Linked DNA regions of Pan troglodytes: region 1 is linked to region 2. Evidence: chromatin contacts called from public Hi-C data. All regions are on one chromosome and are shown on one strand. The core of a region is the stretch at or near the end of the contact, and the rest is flanking DNA. Distances in the headings are between cores, read along the strand shown.

Region 1 (6,979 bases), core at 2,685-5,184, 130 kb before region 2:
CACGCACAGCCCTGGCCCCAAGGGGAAGGCACCAGCCTAGGTCTGCAGCGCGCTTCGGGTCAGGCTGTCGCGGCTCACCTTCTGCCCTGATTTGTTAGGGTGGCGTTGACAGGGACAGGTGGGTTAGGTTTAAGGTGAGGGTGGTCGCTGGTAGCCCACGTGCTCTCTCCGCTCCATTTCTCTTTTTTCCAAGCTTTCCCTTGGAGGGGACTCTAAAAACTCTCGGAAACTACCTCCTTCAGCTGCCCGAAGCCAGCGCACTAGTGTGTGTCCCCACCTCGCCCCCATGGACAATTCACACTGAGGGACCCGAAGGCTCAGTCTCATCGCCTGCACGCGTGTTCCGCGACCTTAGCCAGGTAGGCACTTCTGAGCCTCTTAAGGGCATAGTGGCCCCTCCCCCATTCTGACCGAATCCAATAATTCCACCTGGAAGAGTATCTAAAGGGGTTGAGTTAGATACGAGTGGTGTGAGCCAGCCAGGAACAAAAATAGCCAAAATCATAGGCGAGTTGTTGGCTATTGGTCTACCCAGAAAAAGCGCTGCCCTGGAAAGGCTGCATTTTCTCTAATATTTTAAACCAAGTACTCACACACACAACTTGGGTCCAGCTGATGAAATTGGAAACCTGTTCTCCCACTGAGGATGACAATCAGGGTTTCAGACGCTGTGGTCCTTTCAGACAGCGAGAAACAACACTGCAGTAGCGTTTAAAAACAAAGAGAAAGAGACTGCTTGAGGCGCGTGGACGCCTGTCTCTTCTCCAATGGAGTTTAAGTTTCTCGCCTTTTAACTTGTTAATGGACAGCTGAGACCCCAGTTCTCAGCAGGTAGAGTCCAACCCATCACCTTAAGGTTTGCTCCCTCCCGCTTTGCTACCTGAGAATCTTCCCTCCTCCCTCTCCTTTCGGGAGAGTGCTCACTGTTTTCCTTTGCCAGATGTTAAATATTCTTGAAATAACATTCTTTTTTTTGTGATTAAACAGAAAAATGGAGGAACAAGCAAAAACCTAAAACCCAAAACTCAAACAATCTTATCTTGGAAAGAGAAAACAGTTAACTTCAGATTTAACACATACTTAAGCTTACCTGAAGTGGCTACCCAACTGTAATTAAAGTATGGTTAGGTGATATTGGGTACTCTCCCTTCTTTACTGCCATTAGTGGTTGCCATTAAAAAGATAAATAAGTAGACAGAGAGACTCTGGCTCTTTGCTTACTATAATAAGGCATGGAAATTAGTTACTATAATAAGGCATGGAAATGTATACCACCTCCCTTCATCTGGTCCCCTGTCCTTTCCATGCTAACTTAGAAGATCAGTGTTTTATGAGACTGACATAAGTAGACCCAAGTAGAAACACTCGTGGATTAACACAAGGCAAATTTACTTTAAGTTTCTATATAATTTATTTTAATTAGTGATTTAAAATTGATTATTGGTTTTAAAATGCCATGACTTATTTACAGTAGAAACATTCTTTGGTGGTGGGGGGAGGGGAGCAGTGGGGGGTTGGTGGTGGTTTAAGACCTGAGCTGATATGCATGTGGGATATTAAAGGGGGGAAAAAACAGTCTAGACTACATATTTTTACTGACATAAGCCATTAAGTGTCAGGATTCTTAAAGAATATTGAAATGTTAAAGAACATTTCATAGACATCCTTGATAGAAAATCTGCAGATGCCAGCCAGGATGCCTGTAAAATCAACCTTCTAGATGTTCTTTTCTTGTTATTAAGTGTTTTTACAAACTTAACTACTCTCCTTTTTTTCCCCCTCAAGGAAAAACTTTAGTTGCTTTGCAATACTTCAGTTTTAATTTGAGTTGCCAGTTTTCCAAATAGTCTAAATACCAGGAAAAGACAATGGGATTGTGAACACCTCCTTACCTCTTCCCTTCCACCCCCCAAAAGAGCCAACAAACCAAACCAAACCCACGTAATTGTGACATTTTGTGTTGGCCTTCACACAGCTATTATATTAAACTCGGTATGCAGTCATATTCCTCTTAACTTTTGCAGCACTTTTGCCTGTGATAGTGGTGGGGACTGGTAGTGGTGGGGACTTGGTGGAGTGCTTGTAGAGAAAATGCACATGTATGAGGGTGAGATGGCAGCCTGCAATACTTTACAAAAGGTAATTTTACCTTTAAATCAAGGAGGTAGTTACAAGGAAGACAGCATTAGCTCTGTATTTATTTAAAATGCCTTGGAGATGAAAGTAGGTAACAAGCTTTTTAAAAAATTAAGCTCGATAGAAGATCAACATGCCTTAGTATCTATGAAGTGAAAAGAACATTTAAACAATTGAAGCTTTGTCTTCAGATATGTGTGGTGAATATTTTCTATGCATTGCAGATGTTATATAAACATAACATGCTTCCTCCTAAAGTCAAGTTCTTGATTTTAATTGAAGAATAATATTGCTCAGGGCTCTACCTCTGAGTACAAATAGCTAATCTAAGAAAATCAGCTCTGGGAATCTGGAACCAATGGCTATTTTAAAAATAAACAGACAAAATCTTCATGAAGAGGACCAGGAGGATTATTTTACATACAGTATATCTCCTGATTCCTCTCTCTGTCTGTCTGTCTCTCTCTCTCTCACACACACACACACACACACACACACACACACACACACAACTTTTATGGAAGAACTGAAAGGCAGAATGACAATACTGGCCCCTTACCATATTTCTACTTAAAAAAAAAAAATCAGTCTGGTTGAAGATTCCCAAGCCATCTTGCCTAACTTTTCCAGTATCAATATATCTTAGAAGCAAGTCCAGATGAATTTCCTCTTTTTCTTTCTTTCTTTATTTTTATTTTCTAGGGAAGGGAAAGAGATGTAAAAAAGGGAAAAGTAGAACTAAACAAAATAAAGATACACTTTGAAATTTGTATTGTAATATTTAATAAGTAGCCATTAAACAGTATCTACAAAAACAACGCCAGTATGCTGAACTTTCTTAGTTCAACTAAGGCAAGAAGTAATTTTTAAAAAAAAACTGTTAGGATTAAGTTAGAATTGAAATGAATGGGGAGATTTCAAAAGCATTTGGATTTTCTAACACAGAAGCCAACATGGATGCTCAACATGATTGACTTAGGGAAGAGGCTGGGGGAAGCAAAACACTAATTTACAGAAATTTCTTAGAAATTCCTGTTGGAGTAGAGATTTTCTGTTTTAGTAGGATCAAGCCCAACTGCATTGACACCCAGCCAAGAAGGAGATGTTGAAATCTACCTGAGTTCAGGGACCACACCTGGGGCTCCATCCAGTAGTAGGACCAGGTAACATCAGAATGCCTCATTCTCTACCAGTTTCCCCAAGTTCTAAATCCTACCAAGATGAGAATCCCACAAACTAAGAAATTGCAAGGTAGGGCGGGATGTAAGATGTTCCTTCCAACTCCCATTTTGTCATTTGGTGAGAAACGTGTGTGTTTTAGTTATTTTCTAAAACCGTATTTTTAGTTCCCCTGGGTGACAAGAAAGAGTTAATTTGTTTGCTGATAGGTTTCGCACTGTGGGCAGGTCTGCCAAAAAGGAGAGGAAACAGAGAACAGTCCTATGATTAATTCTACCTGTTTTTCCCATGAGCGATCACCTGCTCCAGGGGTCATGAATAGCAGGTAGCTCTCCCTCTCCTGGGCTCTGAGAGCTTCGTTTGTTTGGTGACAGCTGAGTGACAAGGCCTGAAACTCGAGCCCATCGCCCGGCCTGATGTGGGGATAAAAACCCTGGATGTTCCCTCAAACATTTCAGGAAATGAAAGTTGTAACGCGATCCCTCCTGCGCCCACATCTCCCCCAGCAAACACAAAAGCTCAAAGGAGCCTTCTCGGATTGAATTCGGCTTGGAGTTGATGGAGGGAAAGCGGAGCCCAGCACAGTCTGGGGGGAGGGCTGGGGCCGCGGCTGGAAGGCTTTCTGAGCCCGAGAAGGAGGAGGAGGAGAGCTGGGAGAAAGCCGGGCGCGTGAGGCCTGGGCCCCCCTCCGGGCCAGCTTCGCCGCCGCATCCCAGGCGCCCTGCTCCTCCAGACAGCGTGGGCAGCTGCCGCCGCCACGTTAAATCGTGTCTTTAGGGTCAACCCGGAGTGGGAAGGAAAAGCCGCTGCCTCCGGCCCTGCGCCGACCCCTGCAGGCTAGCGCGGCCTCTGCTCTAGGGGCTTGGGCCGCGCGGCCTCCAGGCCATGAGGGCCCAGAGGACCCCGAGGGCCTCAGCGGAGGCCCAGCCCAGCCTTTGCGGCCCCTACTTGCCCGCTTGGAGGCTCCAGGACTCCAGGCCAGCTCTTAGGAGAGGCGTCCCTTCCGATCGGGCCCCGCGGGCTGGCTCAGGATGACTGCGCACAGCTCCGGCGTCCACAGCTGCAGGGGTCCGGGGTGCAACCGCCTAGGGCGCAAGGGCCTCACTCAGCTCCCTCGCGCTCGGCAGCCCCCATCAGTCAGCAGCTTCCATCTGCCAGGGGGCCTCGCCGGCACTGGGGGGTAGGGGTGGAGGAAGCTCCCAGTGGGCGGCTGAAGATGGTGTGGAGGGTGAGGGTCATGGGAGAAGGGGAGCTGAGAAGTTGGCGCTCCGACCCCCACGCGGCCATCTCTGCGTGGGCCGTAGGCGCCTGCCAATCACCACGCCTGATGCAGGCGCAGCCTAGCCGTAGATAGGAGGAAGTATACCCAGGACCCCTCAAGGCGAGTTTTCCCCCTTAACCCAAACAGCTGCGACTGGTTTGTTTTGTTACAGAATTTTCTTTTTAAATTTCCCCTTGTGTTCAGAAATCTTTCTCAGACAACATTATCAACCCCCATCTCTCTCCTCAACCTTCACGGATGATTGTTTTTTCTTTCTTAAACGTACAAACACATTGTGGAGAGAATTGATGGGGCAATGTCACAGATGCATCGCTGGCACACACAAATTGCATTGGTTTGAGTCAAGTTAACTAACATCTCTGAGCCTCGATTTCCTCTTCGGGAAAATAGGAACTACAATATTTAGACTGCAAGGGAAGCTTAAAATTAGCCAAAGTCTTGAATGTAAAGTGCTTGGCACAATAGACGTTAAATGAATAGCAGTTATAACATGCTTGGAGCCTCCTTAGACTGCCACAAAGCCGCCTGGGAAAATTCCCGTGATGCTAGAGTTTGTAGTGAGGGCAGATTATGGCCATTTCCTCCTTTTCTGGATCACGAAAAGAAACGCAAGTTATTCTATGAAGACATAGGGCTTGATTAGACTTCGAGGGTAGTCAAAGCTGAAATTTATTTCTTGAAACTGTGAATCTGGAATCTAGAAGTTTAACTCCAGTAATTTAATTCCGGAAGAATATTTAAATCTGTAATGCTTGGATTTTGCTATCGCTATTTCTCATGATTTGAACTTTTACGTAAATGTCATTATATATGGTAGAATTCTATTGATAAAAAATAAAACCCACTTAAATGTGACGGAAAATGATAAATTACTTAGAAGAGAACTAAAGCATTTAGCTGAGTAGAGAATTTAAGGCCCCACCTAAATGTGTCAACATAAGTGTAGAATAAGAAACTACTTTTAAGATTTAATGTCTTGCTGATGTTAACACAGTGCTGGATATAATGGCACCTGATAAATATTTTTGAGTAAATGAATGGGCTGCTGAAATGATGGAGAGTCTTTAGATAGAACACAATTCCCAGAGTTGAAATTTTGCAAGACCCTCCTGGGTACATTTCTTCTCTTGTGACACTCTAATGATCACCAGGGATGAATAGCTCATTTTGACATATAATACATCCTTCTCTTATTTCAAGGACTTTCTCATTCAGGTATTATTGAAAGCAAAATGCATAGCTGAAATTTTCTTGGGTAAAAGTGGGAGCGGGGAGAGAGGAACAGGAAGGAGACTGTTTCTCCCTAGAATGATGCAGTGGTAGAACCAGAGAACTATTGGCAGGAGGAACAACCCCAGCACAAGTAGATATGAAACCTAGAGAGTAGGTGGAGTATGCCTGTGGTAGGTGTTTTTAAGGATGGATCCTCATGCACTGCAATCCCTTCACAGTTATTTCACTGTTATTACTACTGGAAAGATTTTTTTTTTTTTTGACAGGCTCTCACTCTGTTGCTTAGGCTAGAGTGTAGTGGCACGATCATGGCTTGCTGCAGTGGCACAATCACGGCTTGCTGCAGCCTTGAGCTCACAGGCTCAAATGGTCCTCCCACCTCAGCCTCCTAAGTAGCTAGGACTACATGCGTGGCTAATTTTGTTTTTTATTTTTATTTTTTGTAGAGATGAGGTCTTACTATGTTGTCCAGGCTGGTCTTGAACTCCTGGAATCAAGCAATCCTCTGCCTCAGTCTCCCAAAGTGCTGGAATTACAGGCATGAGCCACTGAGCCTGGCCTGGAAAAGCATTTTTTATTTAGTTGTTTAACACTACATGTTCTTCCATCATCTTTATTTTCTTCAAAAGTATCCTGGCCAACTAAAAACTGTGTATGTTTAAATTTTAAATTTAGAGAAGTTAATCAATTTGTAGTCAATCACCATATAGGCTCAGAAAGAGTTGAACACTTTTTGTTTGTTTGTTTGTTTAAAAAATTCTGGGGTGGGGGGAGGGGGGAGGGATAGCATTAAGAGATATACCTAATGTAAATGACAAGTTAATGGGTGCAGCACACCAACATGGCACATGTATACATATGTAACAAACCTGCACATTGTGCACATGTACCCTAAAACTTAAAGTATAATAATAAAAAAAAATTCTGGTCTTGAACTCCTGACCTCAGGTAATCCACCCATCTCAGCCTGTAATTCCAGCTACTTGGGAGGCTGAGGCAGGAGAATCGCTTGAACCTGGGAGGCGGAAGTTGCAGTCAGCTGAGATCATGCCATTGCACTCCAGCCTGGGCAACAAAAGCAAAACTCCATCTCAAAAAAAAAAAAAATTATGTATTACACTCACAAATTCCTTGAAGTAGAGCTGGAAA
Region 2 (7,060 bases), core at 3,406-5,905:
GCTTAGTTTCTTAGTTAACCTATTTTCTTGACACTGTGGAATGGACATTTTCTTCTGCTTTTAGGTATCATTTGAAGGGGTGGGTGGAGTGGGATTTTTAGAATCTCAAATTCTTTTACATTATTCCACTAATTAGTTATTTCCCATCCCTCTCGGACTTGGAAGCATAAACTTAAGAGAAAATTTGCCAACAAACTTCTCCAAACACTGGTTCTGGACAGCCCCATAGCTAGGGTAGGGTGGGGCTGGGGAACAAGAGTGGATATCCGTGGCTACTCCTTGTCAGATTAAGGACTAGGATGAGGCAAAGGAGGCACTTAGAGTGCAAAATTTAAGGAGGCACTCAATCTCATGTGCCTTGCACTTGCTGCACTTGCATAACCTTGACAGTGAGTCCCCTCCTGGCCTCACTCTAGTCCTCGACAGCCCCTCGTTGGCATTCTAGGAACTACCTGGGGCTCTAGGAAACAAAATTAAGTACTGAGGAAGCTCTACAATGGGAGCCTTTCAGGACCCACAGGAGGGCTTTTGCTTGCTTTTGGAAAGAACACCAGTTTTATCACGAAAACTTACCCACTCCTTCCATGTAAAGCTCTTGTGCAAGAGAGTTTTGATTTTCAAGAATTCTCTGGATAAGGGCCACCATACACAAGGACAACATTTATAAAGCCCAAATGAGCCAAATCTATTCAAGCGATTTAGAAACCAAAAATCAACCCTTACTCTGTCCTGGGCTTCCATTGTCTATCTTGCCGTTTGGCTGCTTTTTGTCTTCCATGACTTCACTTATTTTTGTTTGGTTTGCACTTTGGCACTTCTGCCTAAAGAAGTTAGCAGGCTTCTGATCCAAAGAACATCTTCTAAGGACAGAAAGGCAAATGGAAAAGGCTGTAATTGGGGGATGGGGAGAGTAAAGAGGGAAGTCAGCTCAAGTGATTTAAAGATCAATGTCAAATTTTATAATATGCAATCTGTTTCACTAGGAACAAAATTAGAGACTCTGGCTAGCATTTATTTTCTTAGTGCAAAGATGGTAGATGTTTTTGCGTTGTATATGCATGCATTTGTTCATGTGTAGGTGCATACATGCATGTGCACGAGGAAAAATTAAATGCTAAAAATATTTTATGTTTTAATCGAGGCCATTACCAGGACAATGAGGCCCTTGATGACTTGTTCTATGCTTAAGTCGGAGATTAGGTTTTTAAAATGCCAGTTATTTCTACAGCCTTGTTTTACCCTCAGTATGTGACATGATTACATCCTTTCCCCCATCTCAGTATCCCTCTTGTTAAAAACCATTCATTTGATTAAAACCAAATTCTGCAGCAAGAAGATGTTAGTCTAATTATTTACAACCTCTTCTATCATCTTTTGTCTTATTTTAATAATAGCTCAATCCTAAATGCAGTATATGCTCACTCTAGCATGATCATGGGTGCCTGCTGCTTTTGTATTGGAGGGGGCCTCGAAGGAGACAGAAAGCCTTTCTTGCTGCAGAGCCTGAGTCAGGATAGTTTTGCATTTTTAGAAAATAGGACTCACTTATTGAGTCCCAGAGTTTGGCTTCCTAAATTGCTCCTAAAAGCTGTTGACACTTCATGTAAACGAGTGTCAAGTGGACAAGCCATAATTACCTGTGCTGGGGATGCGGGGACTTGCCTTAGAGAGGACGCTCACATGTTGCCAATTTCTAGCCTTAAATATATCACGTGTATGCATACATACATATGTTTGTATAGGTACATACATATATGCACATACGTGTAATTTGACGTGGGAGGTGGTTATAGACCTACCATAGGTTGTTTAAAACATATACCAGGAAGCACCAAAGAAGGCAAAAGATATATAGGTAAGACCTTCTGGAGACCATTTGCTCAAGGGTCCCTGTATGCCTGGTGAAGGGAATGATATTAATAATACTAAGAAGAAAAGGAATCTGAGAGCAGCTCCCTTAATTAAGAAGGTTGCCCACTAGGTTGTTTTATTGTTTGGCTTCTCCACACAGAACCCATCACCACCAGCCTGCATGTTTAGAAACAGCAAGTTCCCCAAGCTACAGAGAAACCTACCATGGCGGTCTCTTAAATAAGTAAATAAACAGCATATATATGTTTTGTTAAAAAAAAAAAACTTTAAAGCGAAAGTTATACATATGTAACAGCGTCCTTTCGACGTGAAATACCCATGGGAGAATCTGGGCAGGCGCTCAGCTTGCAGTTCGGGTTCCGAAGGCGACTTTGCAGCAAAATCCTTAGGAAAAAGCAAAGCAAGAAGAACGTGGTGCTGGGTCAGGCCTCACCGCTGGTTCCCGTGGTCGCGGCCAAAGGGCGCCAGTGGAGCCAGGCCGGCCGCGGGGTGGCGCGGGAAACGGCAACCCGAGCCCGCGGGTCCCTGGTCACCTGGCTTCTCTGGCGCTGGATTTGCAGGTCTCTCATCTTCTTTCCCTCTTTCATTTTGTTTTTCTCATTTTTACACTGGAATCTGCTTCTGAGCATCCTGGATGGGCAACTCAGATGTCGCACTCGCTGTCGCTGGACGTGATGGAGATGGCTGAAGTGGCCGCCTTGCTGGATAGACTGGCGGCCGGGCTGGTGGCGACGCCCAGCACCTCTGGCGTGCCGTCGCCCTCCGCCCGTAGTGCCCGCCCGGAACCCTGTGACAGGACCTGCTGCTGGAGTCTACGGGGAAGAAAGGGAACACGGGTCACAGCTCGTAACACAGCCGCCCGTCGCCCGCCCCCACCACCTCCTGCGTCCCTCCAGCCCGGCGGCTAGAGGTTCTTCCGAAGACCCCAGCACTTAAGGCGAGGATTACTCGGCAAGGCGACAGAGGTCGGGCAGGAGTCCGCGGCCGCCCCTCCGCGGGTCCCTACCGTTGTGCCCCACCATGATTCGCGCCCTTTCTCAGCGCCGCAGCTCCCAGGTCTTTTATATACTGGGCTTGCAGTGTCCTCCCTGTTTGTTGTGCACTTTTGGGAGATTTACAGGACTGTCAGGAAATAAACGAAGCATGGGTGACAAGGACAGATCGGTCCCAGGGACATGGGATACCATTTCTAACGGTGCGTCTGCCTGGGGCTTACGCCTGAGCAAGTGCTCCCGCGATCGCGTTGGATCGGGTCGGCCCGACCTAAAGGCAAAAAGGATTGTAAGGAGCATTTGGGCCTGGGGGATGAGGCCGGGCTTTTCCGCAAAATGTTTGGCTAATCGAGATCCACACTCCGGGAAACGAAAAGCCTCGGCCCACGGACTAGTTTGCTGTTTTGAGACAAGAGTGGCAGGCAGCGCATGGGAAGAGGAAAACTCGACTTCCCATTTCTCAAAAGTCCATTGAAAACTGTTTTCAAAGCATTAGGGAGGGATATACCTGGGCTTTGAAAATGATAATTAACATGAAACCGACACATTGCTAATAAGCCAGGCTTCGATTAATAGTAGGAGCCTGTGCCCAGGCTGACAAGAATTAGCTTTGGGTCTTGGGGTCCCTAACGGTTTGTAGGATTTTAATTTTTTATTTCTCTTCCCCTCTCCGTCCCAGTGAAGCCTTGGTTTGGTGGCCGGGACCAGCTGCTGCAGCTGCCCGCAGGCGTGGGGAGCCAGCGGGTGGGGAAGCAGAGCCGGCAAGGGAACTCCCGGCCAGGAGCCCAGAACGCAGGGCTCTTAACCCGAGACAGACCGCGCTCCCAACTCCTGCTGAATTGGAGTCGCCAGGGACTGGGTAAGGGCGCCAGAGGTGCCTCCATCCGCCTCCTCCCCGGTGCGCTCAAAGCGCGGAGGCCTCTAGGTACCGACCTGTTCTTGGCTGCAGCCGCTCGGTCCCTTTGTCGGCGGTTTTTGAACCAGTTGCCCACCTGCGTAGGGGTCAGTCCGGTTGCCTGGGCGAGCTCACGCTTTTTGCTGGGGTTAGGGTATGGATCCTGCAGGTACCACTCGCGTAGCAGGTGCCGCGTGCGCTCCTTGAAGCAGTGTGTCTTCTGTTCGCCGTCCCAAATGGTGCGCGGCAGCGGGAACTTCTTCCTTACTCGGTACTTGTCCACAGGTCCCAGGGGCCTTCCACGCAGCTTCTCAGCCTCCTGGTAGTGTGCTTCAAGCCACAGCGCCTGCAGCTTGGCGTGCGACTCCTTGGTGAACTTGTGGTTTTCCAGGATATGATAGAGCTCGCGGTAGTTGCCACCGTGAAAGGCCACGATGGCTCGTGCGCGTAGCACCGACTCATTCTTGTTGAGGGCCTCGCAGGCCGCAGGGGCCACGGGCAGCGACCAGAGGAAGCGACCCAGGCGCTCCACATCGCCGCTCTCTTCCAGGGTCTCACATACCCCGGCCACTTGCTGGGGGCTGAAATTCAAGATGGGCAGCTGGAACATCGAGGCAGTGCCGGCGGCGGCGAGGGCACTGAGCCCGGAGCGGGACACGCAGCAGATGCCCGCGGGCCTGGCTGAGTGTGCCAGGCGCTTGTTGATGAGGCGGATTGGGGCAGCGGGACACACTACCGGGTGGCGGCGGTGGCTCAACGGCCGGGAGCGGGCGACCCCGACTGGAGGAGGTGCTGGCTGCGCGGCTTGGGGTTCGGGCTCGGCTCGGCTCAGGCACGCAGGCAGGCGAGCTGGCTCCGCTATTGGGGTGGGCGGATTGGCGGCGCGGGCGCCATGGAGACCCCCTGTCAGTCACCGGCTGGCTCTGCCAATCAAAGCTTGGATCAGCACGCCAGGACTATTTCAGCACCTCCCCGTGCTCGACAGCGCCCGCCGTTAGCCCCTGGACTTTTCTTCAGTATTTTGCAGAACCTGGAGGTTGAAAAGACAGGCGAGTGTCTGGGAGAAAAAGAGAGGCGAGTGCGGCAGCGTTCACTACTCCTCCCTCCCCCACCCCGCTCTACCCCTCCCTCCCTTTTTCCCACCAAAGAGGCAGTGATGCCACAGGAATTCAGGAATTCACTTTGGGGCGATGCGTTGTCTCGGTCGAGAGGTCTCCAGAGGACAAAGAGGACTGGGCCAAACTGAAATGCTCCGAGAATTCGCAAGTTTAGTTGTAACGAAACAGCAAACCTTGCGGTGGGAGCAGGAAGCCGGTGGGGGAAAGCGATCTTCTCATTTTTTCCCAAGTACCCATCTCTGCATGCCTCCCTCTTCCCCTTTCCAGTTGCCAAAGCAGCTGAGTGGGAAGCAAATCTGGAGCAGCAGGAACAGGACCAGGGATCTGTAGAAGAGGTCAGTTTGAACTCTAGCCTTACTCCCTTCAAAGCCCACTAAAATAATTTTAAATGCCAACAAGGACATGTTCACGTCTGATAACGCAGATGCAGACCACGAAGTCAGACACTTTAAGAAAAGAAGGGTGGGCTGTAGGGACCTCCAAATAAAGGGGGAGAAATATACTTTCTCCCCCTCCCCCAGTTTAATGGACTTGAACAAAGTGCAGCATAGCCACATCTAGAGCCGAGAAGTCATTGGTAGGTCAGGACAGCAACTTAAAAGCTTATTTCCTAGATCTTTTTAAAAATATCGACTTAACTCCTTTCCTTGCAGGCTTATTTTGCCCCTACCTTGTGTTAGAACTTATACCTCTTGAGCTGGGGATAACAACTCTAACCTTGGCATTTTAGCTCAAAAACAATTCAGTAAAAATACAATACAGAAGGGCATCCACAACAATGCAGGGGCCCAGAAAGCACTTCCTAAGCCGCTGATCATTGACCCCTCTTGTAGTGAGGAAGGAGTGGCTTGGTGGCTCTGACTTTGGGCTAGTAGAGTGAATTGGCAACTTTTATTGATTCCCAATTGGCAGTTCACATCATACCATTTTCTGAGGCCTGGGTCAAAGAAACCATGATCTCATCTGGGCCTGTGGTAGGGGTTTGTTTAGTTTGAAGAAAATAACTGGTAGGGGGCTGTATAACAAAAACGCCAGGAAAACCGTTTTGGGGAAGTCCATCCCTAGACAGAAATCAGGTGAGAACGTTCACAGCCGAACTGGACTGGACCCGACTGTCTTTTCTTTAGTATCAAGTACAATTTGTATGCGGCTTGTACAGATCTGGTAAATCAGAAGGCAGATAGATAGCACAGATGGTTGGAGGTGTCGGGTCAGATCACGCCACGCCTGAGTGCAGGGCAAAGCTCGTTCTGACGGAAAACCCTGATATTATTTTCACAGATCTTCACAGTTCACTCGAAAAAAATAGCAGAGGGGAAGAAAAAAGCCCTGAAACCATTTACATCATTTCTGTGAGATTGTCAACCGCCTCAACGGAGAGGCTTTCTTTTCTAAGAGTTCATTTTCTTGAAATACGACAAGGCAGGGGCAAAATAAAGAGGGCGATGAAGATAATGACAAAGCATAAACCTTCTTTCCCTTGGAGCGACTTCCGAATCAGCCGGAAGGACAACTTTTAGAAAGAAACATCGCATACAAGGGCCCCGAACACGCAGGCGGAGGAGAATCCGCGGTGCAGAAAAAGAGGGCCTCGGTGGCCGGGCAGGGATGAAGCCGGACCCGGGAGGGCTGCGATCCCGGAGCTTCTGGCCAGGGAAGGAAAGCACCCCCTTGCTCCAGTTTGCAGAGGTTTATTTTCCCTCTCGGGATGGTTACTCTGCCGGCTATTGCTCGCGAAATTGCTTGGCGCTCACCCTTAGCGCGCAGAAGAGGCGGTGGGGTCCGCGGAGACCTTACAGCCCGCGAGCCGAGCCGAGAGCCGACCCCGATCCCAGCGCCTAGCTGCTGAGGTGGGAGAGGTTGTCCATGCCCCAGGAGACCACACGTCTCCCTCGCCCTTTTGCTGAACAGTTTGGAAGCGGCACATTCGGGGAGAGCTGGTTTCTTACCCTTAATCTTTGTGAGCAAGTGGACAGTCTAGGGGCCCCATCCAGGAAATGGGAATATTTATCCCATGGCCCATTTCTTGGATAATAGTTCTGCAAATAATTAGATGAGGGCGCTTTAGCTTCTGCGTGTCTGAGGCTCGCGGGCAACTGGAACTGAGAGTCTGAGTTGGCCTCGCGGGAGCCGCCAGAAGGGTGCGGGCTGCGTGTGGCAGAGTAGGAGCACTGTCTGGTGGC

The links. A called contact is a pair of places that touch in the nucleus more often than the background predicts.
Region 1: a Hi-C map of induced pluripotent stem cells shows a contact between it and region 2, with 2.9 times the contacts expected there. The contact joins the enhancer-like site here to the promoter of SIX6 in region 2. A contact is called at or near these places in 2 of 7 Hi-C or Micro-C datasets (both in induced pluripotent stem cells).

The regions. Positions count from the first base shown.
Region 1 is chr15:58,635,591-58,642,569 of NHGRI_mPanTro3-v2.0_pri, reverse strand. No RefSeq gene overlaps it. Among named protein-coding and RNA genes, the nearest start is that of SIX1, 11 kb to the left of the region's middle. Within about 2 kb of position 3,934, at least 6 of the 24 cell types and tissues checked have an H3K27ac peak or open chromatin away from gene starts, as enhancers often do. A contact at or near this core is called in induced pluripotent stem cells, where this site is marked.
Region 2 is chr15:58,504,473-58,511,532 of NHGRI_mPanTro3-v2.0_pri, reverse strand. SIX6 (SIX homeobox 6) reads right to left here and starts at 4,655. Exons shown (of 2, transcript XM_522870.8): 1 at 3,798-4,655; 2 at 1,962-2,684. The coding sequence starts at 4,369. The coding sequence ends at 2,516.